Regions from separate parts of the Drosophila melanogaster genome. Here region 1 is linked to region 2. The links are chromatin contacts, called in public Hi-C maps. All regions are on one chromosome and are shown on one strand. The core of a region is the stretch at or near the end of the contact, and the rest is flanking DNA. Distances in the headings are between cores, read along the strand shown.

The links. Hi-C and Micro-C count contacts between places; a contact is called where the count stands out from the background.
Region 1: a Hi-C map of the Kc167 cell line shows a contact between it and region 2, with 2.2 times the contacts expected there. The contact joins the promoter of Cdep here to the promoter of beta-Man in region 2. A contact is called at or near these places in 2 of 107 Hi-C or Micro-C datasets (the Kc167 cell line and wing imaginal disc).

The regions. Positions count from the first base shown.
Region 1 is chr3R:4,908,954-4,915,196 of dm6, forward strand. It overlaps Cdep (Chondrocyte-derived ezrin-like domain containing protein), which reads left to right and starts at 1,599. Exons shown (of 13, transcript NM_169022.2): 1 at 1,599-2,132. It overlaps Gnf1 (Germ line transcription factor 1), which reads left to right. Exons shown (of 4, transcript NM_079505.3): 3 at 1-137; 4 at 196-1,128. The coding sequence ends at 973.
Region 2 is chr3R:4,193,398-4,199,228 of dm6, forward strand. It overlaps beta-Man (beta-Mannosidase), which reads left to right and starts at 3,809. Exons shown (of 9, transcript NM_141179.4): 1 at 3,809-4,165; 2 at 4,340-4,474; 3 at 4,862-5,375; 4 at 5,433-5,529; 5 at 5,608-5,831. The coding sequence starts at 4,018. It also overlaps the pseudogene CR33294.

The sequences.
Region 1 (6,243 bases), core at 349-2,848, 710 kb after region 2:
GTGCGAAAAGTCTTCACCGCGGACGAGCACAAACACATGTCTTTTGCCGACAAGAGCGACCTTTTCTTTCACGACTACAGCCTGGCCCCGCTCTTTGTGCAGCAAAACTATCTGCAGGTCCTACCACAGGGAAACAAGTAAGTCTAGTTTACCTAAGCCAAGGGCGTACCCATTCACCAACTTCACTCTTTGCAGAAAGGATGTCCTGGCAAAGGTGGCAGCTACGGCAGATGCCCTAAGCTTGGGTGACCTTGTTGAAAAGCGTATTCGTGCGAATTCTGCTTGGAGTCTTCTACCCACTCAGGCCTTTTTCAGCTCGGTCCTTCCTGGCGAGCACATGTGTGGCCACTTCACTGGACAGATTAACTTTCCCGGGTGGCTGGGCAAGAATTCCAAGTCTGGAAAACGTGCCAGGCTGGCCCAGGAGCTGCATGATCATACTAGGGTCTGCACCTCGGGCTCAAGGCTATCAGTGAGGCTGGATTACGCCCCCTTCCTTCTGGATAATATTGTGCGACCTCTTGCAAAGGATGGGCAGGAGGGTGTGCCCGCTGCTTTAGACGTTATGAAGGATTACCATCTACTCCGTGAGGATCTGGACTCGCTGGTCGAGCTTACATCCTGGCCCGGCAAGAAATCCCCACTGGACGCAGTGGATGGGAGAGTAAAAGCCGCTTTAACGCGATCCTACAACAAGGAGGTTATGGCATACTCCTATTCCGCTCAAGCAGGCATCAAAAAGAAGAAATCAGAGGCTGCTGGAGCGGATGACGATTACTTGGACGAGGGTCCGGGCGAAGAGGACGGAGCTGGTGGCCACTTATCATCAGAGGAAGACGAGGACAAGGACAACCTAGAGCTGGATAGTTTGATCAAAGCCAAAAAGAGGACAACTACGTCAAAAGCGTCTGGTGGATCCAAAAAGGCTACATCTTCCACGGCTTCAAAGTCTAAGGCCAAGGCCAAAAAGTGAATGCACTAACGATTTCCTATATTATATGATGATTTTTTTGCCATCAAATTTCCCATTTGTAAGTAGTTTTTGTTTAAAATCTCATGAATGGCCGGCACTGGCCGACACTGTTTATACTGCTGAAAATATATATTTACCAATAAAATATGTGCTTGAATTGCAAAACATTTTATTATAACACTGAGTGGCGTAGGTGTAAACTAAAAAGGGAAAAATTGGTAATAAAATAATTGTCTGTATGAATAATACTACGAAAGAATTGAGATGATGATTTTTTAATTGATCAATTGTTTGCTTTAACTGTATAAGGATCAAGAGCGCGAATATGTCAAGCTCAAATTTATTTAAAAAAAATTGTTGGTAACGCGATCAGTGATGGTCACTCCATGCTCTATAATTTAAACTAATTTGTACTATCGTACATTTACATTTGTGAAAAATACGTTTACAATTTAAAAATTAATTTAAGTCTTTAATTTATACTTAATTAATTATTATAAATATATTATAACATAATAACGTTTTTGGCCTGAAACAAATCGATGATGTTGCGAAGCACAATCGATAATGCAGCAATCGATGTTTCGGCAGCCCTGCTATCTCGTGGTAGCGCCAAAGAGTATCGTATCTGAGTTTTTTCCCCGATGTCAACGCGAACGGATGCACGTACTGGGCAGCGGAAAATGCAGTGAAAATTGCCAGAAAAGTCAGGGGACAGCATGTGCGGGCAAATTCAAGCGAAGCATTCGATTAACTGCCAGAGTGCGCGATCCACTTGATTTTCCGGGAATACCTGCCACGTTCGACGGGTTTCGCGTTCTATATTTTTCGCACTGAAAATTCTCGGCTTACGCGCGCCTGTGTGTGTGGGAGTGTGTATCTGTGTATCCGTGTAAAGGGCGCAGCTCGGCGAAAAACAACACCCATAAATGAGCGAAGCCAGCCTGGCGTCGCGCTTTTAATCAAATTAAAATTAATTGTAGTTCAAAGCGTCGAACTCGTCCGCTTTTTTTTGTTTTTTGCGCAACTCTCTGAAAATTCAATAAGCACGTAAATTCCAGCACACACACAACGACTTCAACCGCGCACACACACAGATACAACGCTGCCGAGCTGGGCGAGCGAACGCGAGAGCGAGAGCGAGCGCGCGATAGAGCAGGCAAGTGCAGACTCCGATTCCCTCCCACACCCCCTGCCCAAGCACCCACCCCATTGCTGTTGTTGTTGGGCCAGGCCAGGCCAGTCACAAGGACACTCTCAGCCTCCCAGCTCACGCATACATGCTCACGCCCGAGAGCCAGGGTTTTGCGCTCCTCTCCCCTTCCCATTCCCCTTGCGCTCGGTAAACAGGTGCCGCGCCTTGTACCGTTACTTTGCCTGCCTTCGGAGGGCTTCGTGCTGCGTGTTTTGGCTACACATGTTTACCTTTCAGCACTCGCCCAAACGTCATTGCAGTGAGTGTGAATCCATCCAGGGGTCAAGTGGGGGGAGTGTTGTGAATGAGGGATTCGAATAAACGAATTTTCCAGCTCATAGCTGTCGCCAATACTCCTTTCACGCAGCATGCAAATTGAGATTTACTCATAATGTATTTTTCGCCCACAAGCCATTTGTCATAAAAACGGTAAAGAATATGAATGTGATTTTAGGTTTATCACATTTCGATAGAACTTATGATGCCACTTGTAAGATAGGATATGCTATAACATCCAATTTGGATGTAAAGATAGCGTTTTTTTTTTTTATACGGGAAAAGAGGAAGAATGGCTCTGAAATGCTTATTTTGCTCCCAGTCGAAGTACACATTGTCCACCTATTAATATATTCAAGCTGAATACAATTTCCTTGCTTTTTCGCCTTTCGCCTTTCATCTTACCCGCATCCTGCCTCATTTTTATCGCCCTTTTCACATTTCTCTGCACACAGCGCTCCATATTCAGGTCATTGCATTTGTTCGACGTTCCACCCCATCGAAACACCACCCACTTCTCGCCCTTCCCCACGCCCCCTCTGACACATTATGCTGCGATCGTCCTGCGTGTGAATGTTTACTTTTCAATAGATTTCGCTTTCGTTCACTCGAAAGTCTGTCAGTGGACAAGTTCTTGTTATTTTCCGCCTCATCGGCGGACCCTGCATTTTTATCGGCTCATGAGGTCAGCGCATTTTTCTGTGCCATGGGACGTATCTCTATTTGCATAGTGACGAAACTCTTCAATAATAAACTCCGCAAAAAGACCGAAACTGATATCAGAGACCTTCCGATAAATGGTTTGCGATAAGGCAGAACAAGGAACACAGTTACAGCTGGGCACCCCTAACGGGTTCAGTATCTTTATCCAGACTGCAAAAACAATAGCCAGAAATGAAATAGATACACCATGGGTGTACATGGGTGAAAGACAGTTGTTCTTGCGTAAGACGACCTCTGTTCATATTTTGGTTGAATGCGAGGTCTGTCTGTAAAAATATAGTATAGTTCGACATACAGGAGGTTTCACTGTACACCACACATATGCAGCACTCTGTTTACACCGCTTCTTATCAGCAGAACGCGGTGTGTGTGGGAGAACCGCTTGGGGCGGGCTAGCGGCACAGATAAGCCAACGCCGACAACACACTTGACTGAAGAGAGCGGAACCGAAGCTGTCAAAATACCCGTTTGTTAGCAAGCTGGTCGTTGAGTTTTTGGCTAGTCAACAGCCCTTCTGACATCATCATTGGGGCTCTTTTAGGATGGATCAAAGTCCCGGCCTAAAAGTTTGCCGTGTAGAAAACTAGGCATATTCTTCATATTCAGTACGTAGTTTGTAGGGTAAACTGTTGGAATATATTTTCCACTTATGACAATGTCGAAGCCATTACACGGATGCAATGGATAAATATAGGCCGAGACAAGAACAACTTGACTTGGCTTGTTGGCCAAAAGAGAACGAGATATTCGTGCAGACAAAATGAGTTAATAGTGGACTCTGGAGAGACTATCTGTCGTTGAATCCCAGAGATACACAGATACAACACACAAAGTCCGCTGATGGCCGCATTGGCCCGGCTAAATTAAGTTGCAAGCCCACTTCCAGCCTATGCCCACATAAATATTTAATTTGCGATCTCAATTCGCTTTGTTGGCTTTCTGAGTGTGTTTTTTTTTTGTTTCATGTAAGCCAGCAAAAGCGGAGAACATATAACAAAATGAGGGTGGTCGTTGATGCGCGGTTCACCCTTGTTCTCCTTTGTTTTTCGGCGATTTAATTGAAATTTGTTTACTCGCCAGTGATTTACACTCGTTAGCAGGTTTTCTGGTTTTGGTCAAAGCATAAAACCATTACCATTTCCGTTTTCAGCTGCCTGAAAATCGAAATGTATCTGGTGTCACGGCCCGTCCGTTATGTGCTGAATATAAATTAAGCACAGTCAATGTGCTTGATCCCCTGTACAGTGGACTCAGGCAAAACCACCAACAGTGCTTCGCAATAAATAATCAATAATCAAAAGTTTTTTTTATTGCTTTCGTGAAGGCTTGTTAACGACGAAATACTTTGCTTACTTCTTACTTTTTCTTACTACTTTGCTACTTCTTGTAGTGCTATAAACATTTACATGGCATTTATTTGAAAGATTCCTTTAGAATATGGTAGCAATCCTCTGTAGGAGAGTGTTCAATATCGTTTGTATAGCGTGCTACTCAATTTTCCTATACAAGATAATTTTCTTTTTTCAAAATAAAACCAGGATTTGAAGAACTTTTACCATTTCTTCTCCATGCATATGATTTTGCCACCTTTAGGCGGCTTTTATCGTACTTTGTTCAACAAATTGCCATAATTTGTTGTAAATTCCAATCAAGTGGTTGCCACTAGTGGTTCGCATGGCGGGTGCGGCGGTTCGGGTCGGTCTAATCAATACCTAGAGCCACTTGTTTGTTCGTTCAGTCGAAGTCTTGTCCAGCTGTCACTTAAATGGTTTGTGTGTATGTGTATGTGAACATTATTTTCCACTTCGTACTGAGCAGGGGTCTTGTTCACATGCGACTATGCGAGTATCTGTGGATATCGGGGTATCTGCGAGCCACCCGTGACAATACTAATTGATTTCCCCACACAGACACTGTCCCTTTTGAGTTTTCTTCTGCGGTGTGTTGCGGTTGTTCATAAGTTTCCTCTTATTATATTATATTATTGCCATTGCTGGCTTCGTGGTGTGTGGTGCAAACTGGCAAATAATTCGTTAAACTACGGATTACGTAGCTTGGGAAACAGTTTTTGCGGCTGATAGCATTGCTAAAAGGAAAACCTTTCATTATAAATGTAACAAAATTTAAGGAGCGCAGTGCATCGAACAACGGTTGCAGATAGCAATTAAGCAATTCCGGCTATTCTGGCTATAAGGAACATCATATGCTCACTTGCTGAATAGTAGAAATGCAGACGAAGAAGGGCTGGCTCAGGCAAAAATTTGCCACACACATGTCCCTCTGCATATACAAACATATACATATGTATGTGCTCCTATATTATTCTGATGCTGTACCCCCCTATACCCTATACATACCACCAAGTGTGTGCCATAAAGAAAGGCTGTATACCGTGAAGTAAACAAAGAGCCGAGTCATATAAAAGAGCAACTGCCTGTGGTTGTATGGTATGGTATGGGCATGCGTGAGGGGCGGGGGCGGGGGACTTTAAATAAATATTTTAATGAACTCCACTAAAGGCTGTGCCGACGCCTAAAAAGAGTTGACTTTGAAACGCACTGACTGGCTGCCAGTAGCAGCAACTACAAGAAAGTCCGCCTGGCTGACAGACAAGCGGAGTGCATCCTTTTATACTCACATGCTCGCACATCAATGCAGTGCGTGCACTTTATTTTTAGACCACTGTAGAACGTGGAAAAAATGCAAGAGGTGCAGGGAAATGGAGGGAGTCCAATACCATGTACCATCTACCATCTACCATGTGGGATGTAAAAAAGATTTTTTCGTTGAAGTTTTAATTTTTCTTTCTCTGCTTGTTCACAAACACCCAGCTGCAATTGTTGTTCTTTGGGCTTCGGCTTCTTCCCCGGCAAACTGTCTTATTTTTCGAAGAAATCTCCCAATGATTCATCTCTTTCACCCGGACAAGTCGTGCGGGAATTATGAAAGATGCTGGAGATACATTTTAATTGAGATGCACACAAAATAGATTAATAAAATTGAGTTCAAGATTGCACAGGCCTAAATTGAAAGTCGACACGGTCAATATATTTAAGGAGATCTGGGGAGTAGGGCC
Region 2 (5,831 bases), core at 2,559-5,058:
TAGAGTGTTCATACATGTTTTTTTACTCGTAGAGTGAAAAAGGCATTTCAGACCATATGAAGTATATACATGTATGTATATTCTTGATCAGGATCAATAGCCGAGTCGATCTGGCCATGTACGTCTGTCCGTATACACGTCGACATCTCAGGAACTATAAAAGCTTGAAGGTTAAGATACAATAGTTGAACATACAGATTCTAGAAACATAGATACGGCGCAAGTTTGTTGAGACACGTTGTGACGCCCCACTATAATGCCCACATACTGCCCAAAACTGCCCCGCCCACACTTTTGAAAAAAGTTTTCATATTTTTTGATCTTTGTGTTAGTTTTGTAAATTTCTATCGATACGCCAACAAACTTTTTGCTACACTGACTAAAAATAGTTTTAATTTTTGCCTTTTAAATATTATATAGTCTTTTAAAAATTATCGATAAAACTTTTTGCCATGTCCACTTACTCCCCAAAACTGTCACTCCCACACATTTTAAAAATGTTTTAATATTTTTGTTATATTTTATTAGATATTGAAAATTCCTATCATTTTGCCAAATAACTTTTTGCCTCGCCGACGCTAACGCCCACAAATTACCCAACATATTTCATTATATTCTCCAATATCTATCGATAGATGAGGGAACGGGTATCTGATAGTCGGGAACTCGACTATAGCACTCTATCTGGTTTTTAATTTATCTTCCTAATTGCTACGGTCTTGCCGTAAACCAAAGCGTCCCCTGTAGAGTTTAGGGTCCTAGATATAACGTTACCTTTTGTTTTGGTCTTAAAATATGTAAAAACTAATCTTATTGAATTTAGACAATGGCAGAACCTTTTTTTCGGGTCAATTGCCATCCCATATTCATGAAAGGAGCGAATTATGTACCAGCCCACACACTTCCGGAGTTATCGGCCGATGCCGATGCGGGTAAGTATATATACCTAATGGCAGCAGAAATAAATTAGCTTATTATACGAAATCCAATTAAGTCGCACATTTGCTTAAGTCCGCAAACGAGGCCAATATGAACATGATACGCGTTTGGGGTGGCGGCCTTTATGAGTCGGATACCTTCTACAACTTAGCGGACTTTTACGGACTATTGGTGTGGCAGGACCTGGCGTTTTCTCAAGCAGCATACCCGCTAGCAAATGACTTTGTAGCTTCTGTGTGCGTTGAGACAGTACAGAATGCACAGCGTCTTTCTTATCATCCAAGTTTAGCCCTAATAGTCACCAACAATGAGATTGAGCTATTCCTGTCAAGCAACAAATCTGATTTTGGAGAAAACGCCACTAGAATGGATAGTGATTACAAAGCCTTGTTTATTGAAACATTAATTCAAGAGTTAAACGTTATCTCTCGTAAAGATTTTAGTCCTCGCCCTGACCCCATGGCCTCTACGCCTTCATTAGGTGTTCAGGAGTCTGGCAAAAACCTCTCCAACAACCCGCAAAGCTTACAGGTGATGGTGAGTCTGCTTTTCACAAATTTATTCCTGGAAATTCTCCGTCTACGTCTATTTTACCTTTGTTTTTTATTTTAGTGCACTTTTGGGACGACAAAGATGGATTCAGCCCTGAAACGTATCCAAACGCTTTGTTTCGGAATTCGGTTACTCTAGCCTTCCAATGAAATCAACGTGGCAAAGGGCACTAGCTGATTCTGCAGATAATAGCGACCTTGAAATTGCGAGACTTATTCGAAGCCGTCAGCACGACCCTAAGGGATTCATACCGATACTCCAATTGATTGCCTATCAGCTTCCGTTTGTTCCCCAAAATTGGGACGAAAATATCGATGTTTTTATATTTTAGCCAAGTGACACAAGCCATGGCAACTAAAACCGCTTTGGACGTGTTTCGTAGTCTACGCACAGGAAACCATACAATGGGAGCTCTTATATGGCAGTTAAACGATGTTTGGGTGGCTCCAACTTGGTCCTGCATCGACTTCTACGGAAACCCTAAGCTATTATACTACTGGACCAAGGAACTTCTTGCCCCAACGAGTGTTATAGCCCTATACGAAAAAACCTCAATATCACGCTTACAAGAGAGGACTTCTCCGAGCATAGAGACTCGCGGTTATACCATGTACTGGTGAACACCTATCTATGGACGGGCTCGATTCCTAAGAAGACTATTGCTCGCCCTTTTGGACTGGTGAGACACCCAAGACATTATATTGGCAATAATATCATCTACCAAGGGCTCATTTACAGGGCTCCAATAAACTTGAGATGCGGCAAATACCTTTGGAATATTTGCTGTACATAAACATTTGAAGGAAGAACTGTTTTTGGAAATCATTTTGGAGGACGAATACGGCAACTCTGTGACTAGAAACTTTTTTTACCCCGTACCCTTTAAAAAAATTATGGGCATTAAAGATTCAGAACTAACAGTAAGTGTGCCCCTCTTTTTAAAACGCCTAATATTTGCTATTTTCTTACTTGTATGTAAGTCAAACAGCTGGAGGTCGAAGGTCAGGACTGCAAAGCGGCAACATCCCCTTATGCAAATAGTTTTAGTTTGCGCATTACTGTCAGATATCCGGCTCTACTTGTATACCTCGAGCTATTGCATCCTTATTATGTCAAGGAGCGGCACAAGTTCTCGACAAATGGCTTTACTCAAACCCAGCCAAAAAAGACGATACACCTAGTGATCGAAAGCGACTCGGTATGCATGACTTTAACAACCGACCACATTAAAGTTCAAACGATTAATCAGTATTTAATATAAACCATGTTTTACTAAGTTGAAAATGCTGCACAATATTTAAAATATACCTAAAGCAGAACATACTTCCGAAATTGTTTTTTTTTTCAGGGACCCCTGTCAACACATGTTAAAATATATATACATTAATATACATACATATTAAAAATTTGATTTGATGAAAATCGAACATTGTTTTTTTCTTAATATTTCCAAAATCATTATGATTATAAGACCATCATATTTTTCGCAAAAATTAAACAAAACTCTTAAGAAGGGGTCTCTCGATGACTAAATTATATTTATATTATTTGTTCACAAGTTAATTAATATTTAAATTTAATTTTAAATACATAAACATTTTGCAGTTTTGGGCGCGTGGCAAAAAGTTTTTTGGCAAATCAATAAAAGTGTATAAGAATAATGAAAATATGAAAAATTTCAAAACATTTTTCAAAAGTATGGGCGTAGAAGTTTTGAGCGGTTTGTGGGTGTTGCAAAAATATTCTTTGGCAAATAGATAAAAATTTACAAGACTAATAAAAATATGAAAAATATCAAAACATTTCTCAAAAGTGTGGCCGTGACAGTTCTGGGCGGTGTATCGCCTACGTCCCTAAAATATGTATTATACATACATACATATACATACATACATATAATACCTATATACATTGTATTCATGCAGAAAGAAGCGTTTCCGACCATATTAAATTATATTTATATTTATTATTTATATATTACTCGTAGAGTTAAAGGGTATACTAGATTCGTTGAAAAGTATGTAACAGGCAGATCCAACCATATAAAGTATATATATTTTAGATCAGGAATAATAGCCGAGTCGATCTGGCCATGTTCGTATATCCGTCCGTCCGTATGAACGTCAAAATCTCAGGATCTATAATAGCTAGTAGGTAATAGTATTTTTTCTCGATTTCGTGTTTAGGTGCGCTTTATAAGTTCCGACAAGGCGTATGTATATTTGATCTGGCTCACTTGAACACGAAATTCTGAGTAACAGCTGATGCGCGCAGAGGTTCGTTACGTTGAAAATACTTTCATTATCGATATGTATGCGTTCCTTAGCTCTCTGCTTTCAAAAGAGACGTACTCTCACTTGCTGCTCCAACGATCGGATCTGAATCGTCGGGCAAAGCGATACATTCGTTGTTCGTGAGTCAGTGGAAGAACTCCACGTTTTGCTGAACGCTCAGAGTGCTTTTTGTCGAACAGAGGAGTCGTCTTTAAAGTAGCTCCTCTGAATTGAAACGACCACTTCTTTCCAGATGAAGTACGGATGCGGATTACTCAGGAATGGCACCACGGGCGCTGTTATGGTCGGATTAGTTTGTGGCCTTTATGTTTGCAGCGGCCAATGTGATAAGGTGGAAGTAATAGAGCTGAGCAATTGGACGATAACTAATCAGAATGGCTGTGAGTACCATAAATTCAGAGCTGCACAAAAGCCCTTTGCAAAATAATCTAAAACGATATTTCAAGTTGAAAAAGTTGAAAAGGGAAGTCCATCAACTAAATGTGCCCTGGAGGAGCGCGTTTTCCCATTGGCAACTGTCTTGCTACTTAATATAAGTGTTCCTTTCCCCACAGCCCTGACTATTGCCAACCAAACGTTGCCCTTGGGCATATACAGTGCCTTCGCACCCCAAGTGCTGGACTCCTACAACGACGTCGGTCTGCGTTACTTGGCCTACGACAACTTTACCTTCTCCAATTTCTTTCAGTGTAAGTTTTAGCAAGATTCCCTTTACTTCGCTTTTAGAGTTCGATTGAAAAAAAACAATCATATATATATATTAGTTTACCTGACTGTTATGATATATGAGTTTTAAAGACTAGGCATCTGCTATTGAAGTTTCTGGTCTAATTTAAATCCCCAAAAAAAGAGTATCCTTTTATACGTATTTTAACCATAGCTTTCCAAATATCTATTTTCCTTAACGGGTTTGTGGTGCTATCAAAAATTTTTGCGTCGGAAAAAATTGATCCTGATCAATAACATCTTGTTACATTTTTAAGGAATTTAAAACTCACTTAATTTAATTCCCCAATTGATATAAAGGCATTTATTTAGGTATTACTTCTTTCCTTTTCTGATAATGACTGACTAAGTCGACGTTCATCACTTCAATCGCGGCCACATCAACCTGACGTTTCACGGCATTGACACGGTGTCGGAAATCCGGCTGAACCATCAACTGCTGGGACGCACGGACAACATGTTTGTCCGCTACTCTTACGAAGTGAGTTCCCTGCTCCAAGCGGAAAACTTTCTGGAAGTTGAGATCCAATCTCCAGTTGTGGCTGCTTTGGCAAGAGCCAATGCTTTAAAAGAAGCTAAAAAGAGCGTGCCTCCCGAATGCCCCAACGAGCGCTACCATGGTGAGTGCCACATGAACATGCTGCGGAAGATGCAGGCTAGCTTTTCCTGGGACTGGGGTCCTGCAGCTCCCTCTGCTGGAATCTGGAAAAACGTGGAGCTGGAAATCTACGAGGTGGCGGTTATTCGTGAGGTGGATGTGGACGTTAGCCGCGTCAATGGTTCGTACTGGAACATGCATATTCGCTGCTTCCTGGACGCGGGAGGCTGGCAAAACTTCAATGGAAGACTCGTCCTATATGCTGTGTAAGTAAACAAGCTGCGGTCAAAACTCGTCATATTTACGGACATTATGGGTTGCAGCGAGCTATTGGACCGTCCGGTAGTAGTAGACAGATACGCAATAAAAAACATCAGTCACTTGGCGCCAGTAATTGAATTCGATCAGGCCGTGCCAAATGTAAGTAACGCCTGCCAATTACATCGACACGATTTTGCACTGTCTATATCTTTGTCATGTGCCGTTATCACTTCGCAGGGGAAAGTCGTAACCTGGTGGCCCAATGGCTACGGCGAGCAGAAACTGTATCCGCTCCACTTCACTCTGAAGACCTGGCTGGGACCTGATGGACCCGAGGTTCGCTCTAAGACCAAGTCGCACAAGTCGCTCCGAGTGGGTTTTCGTACGCTTGATCTAGTAGAGGATCCCGCCCCTGACGGCGTTGGAAACACCTTCCTGTTTCGAGTTAATGGTGTAGAAAT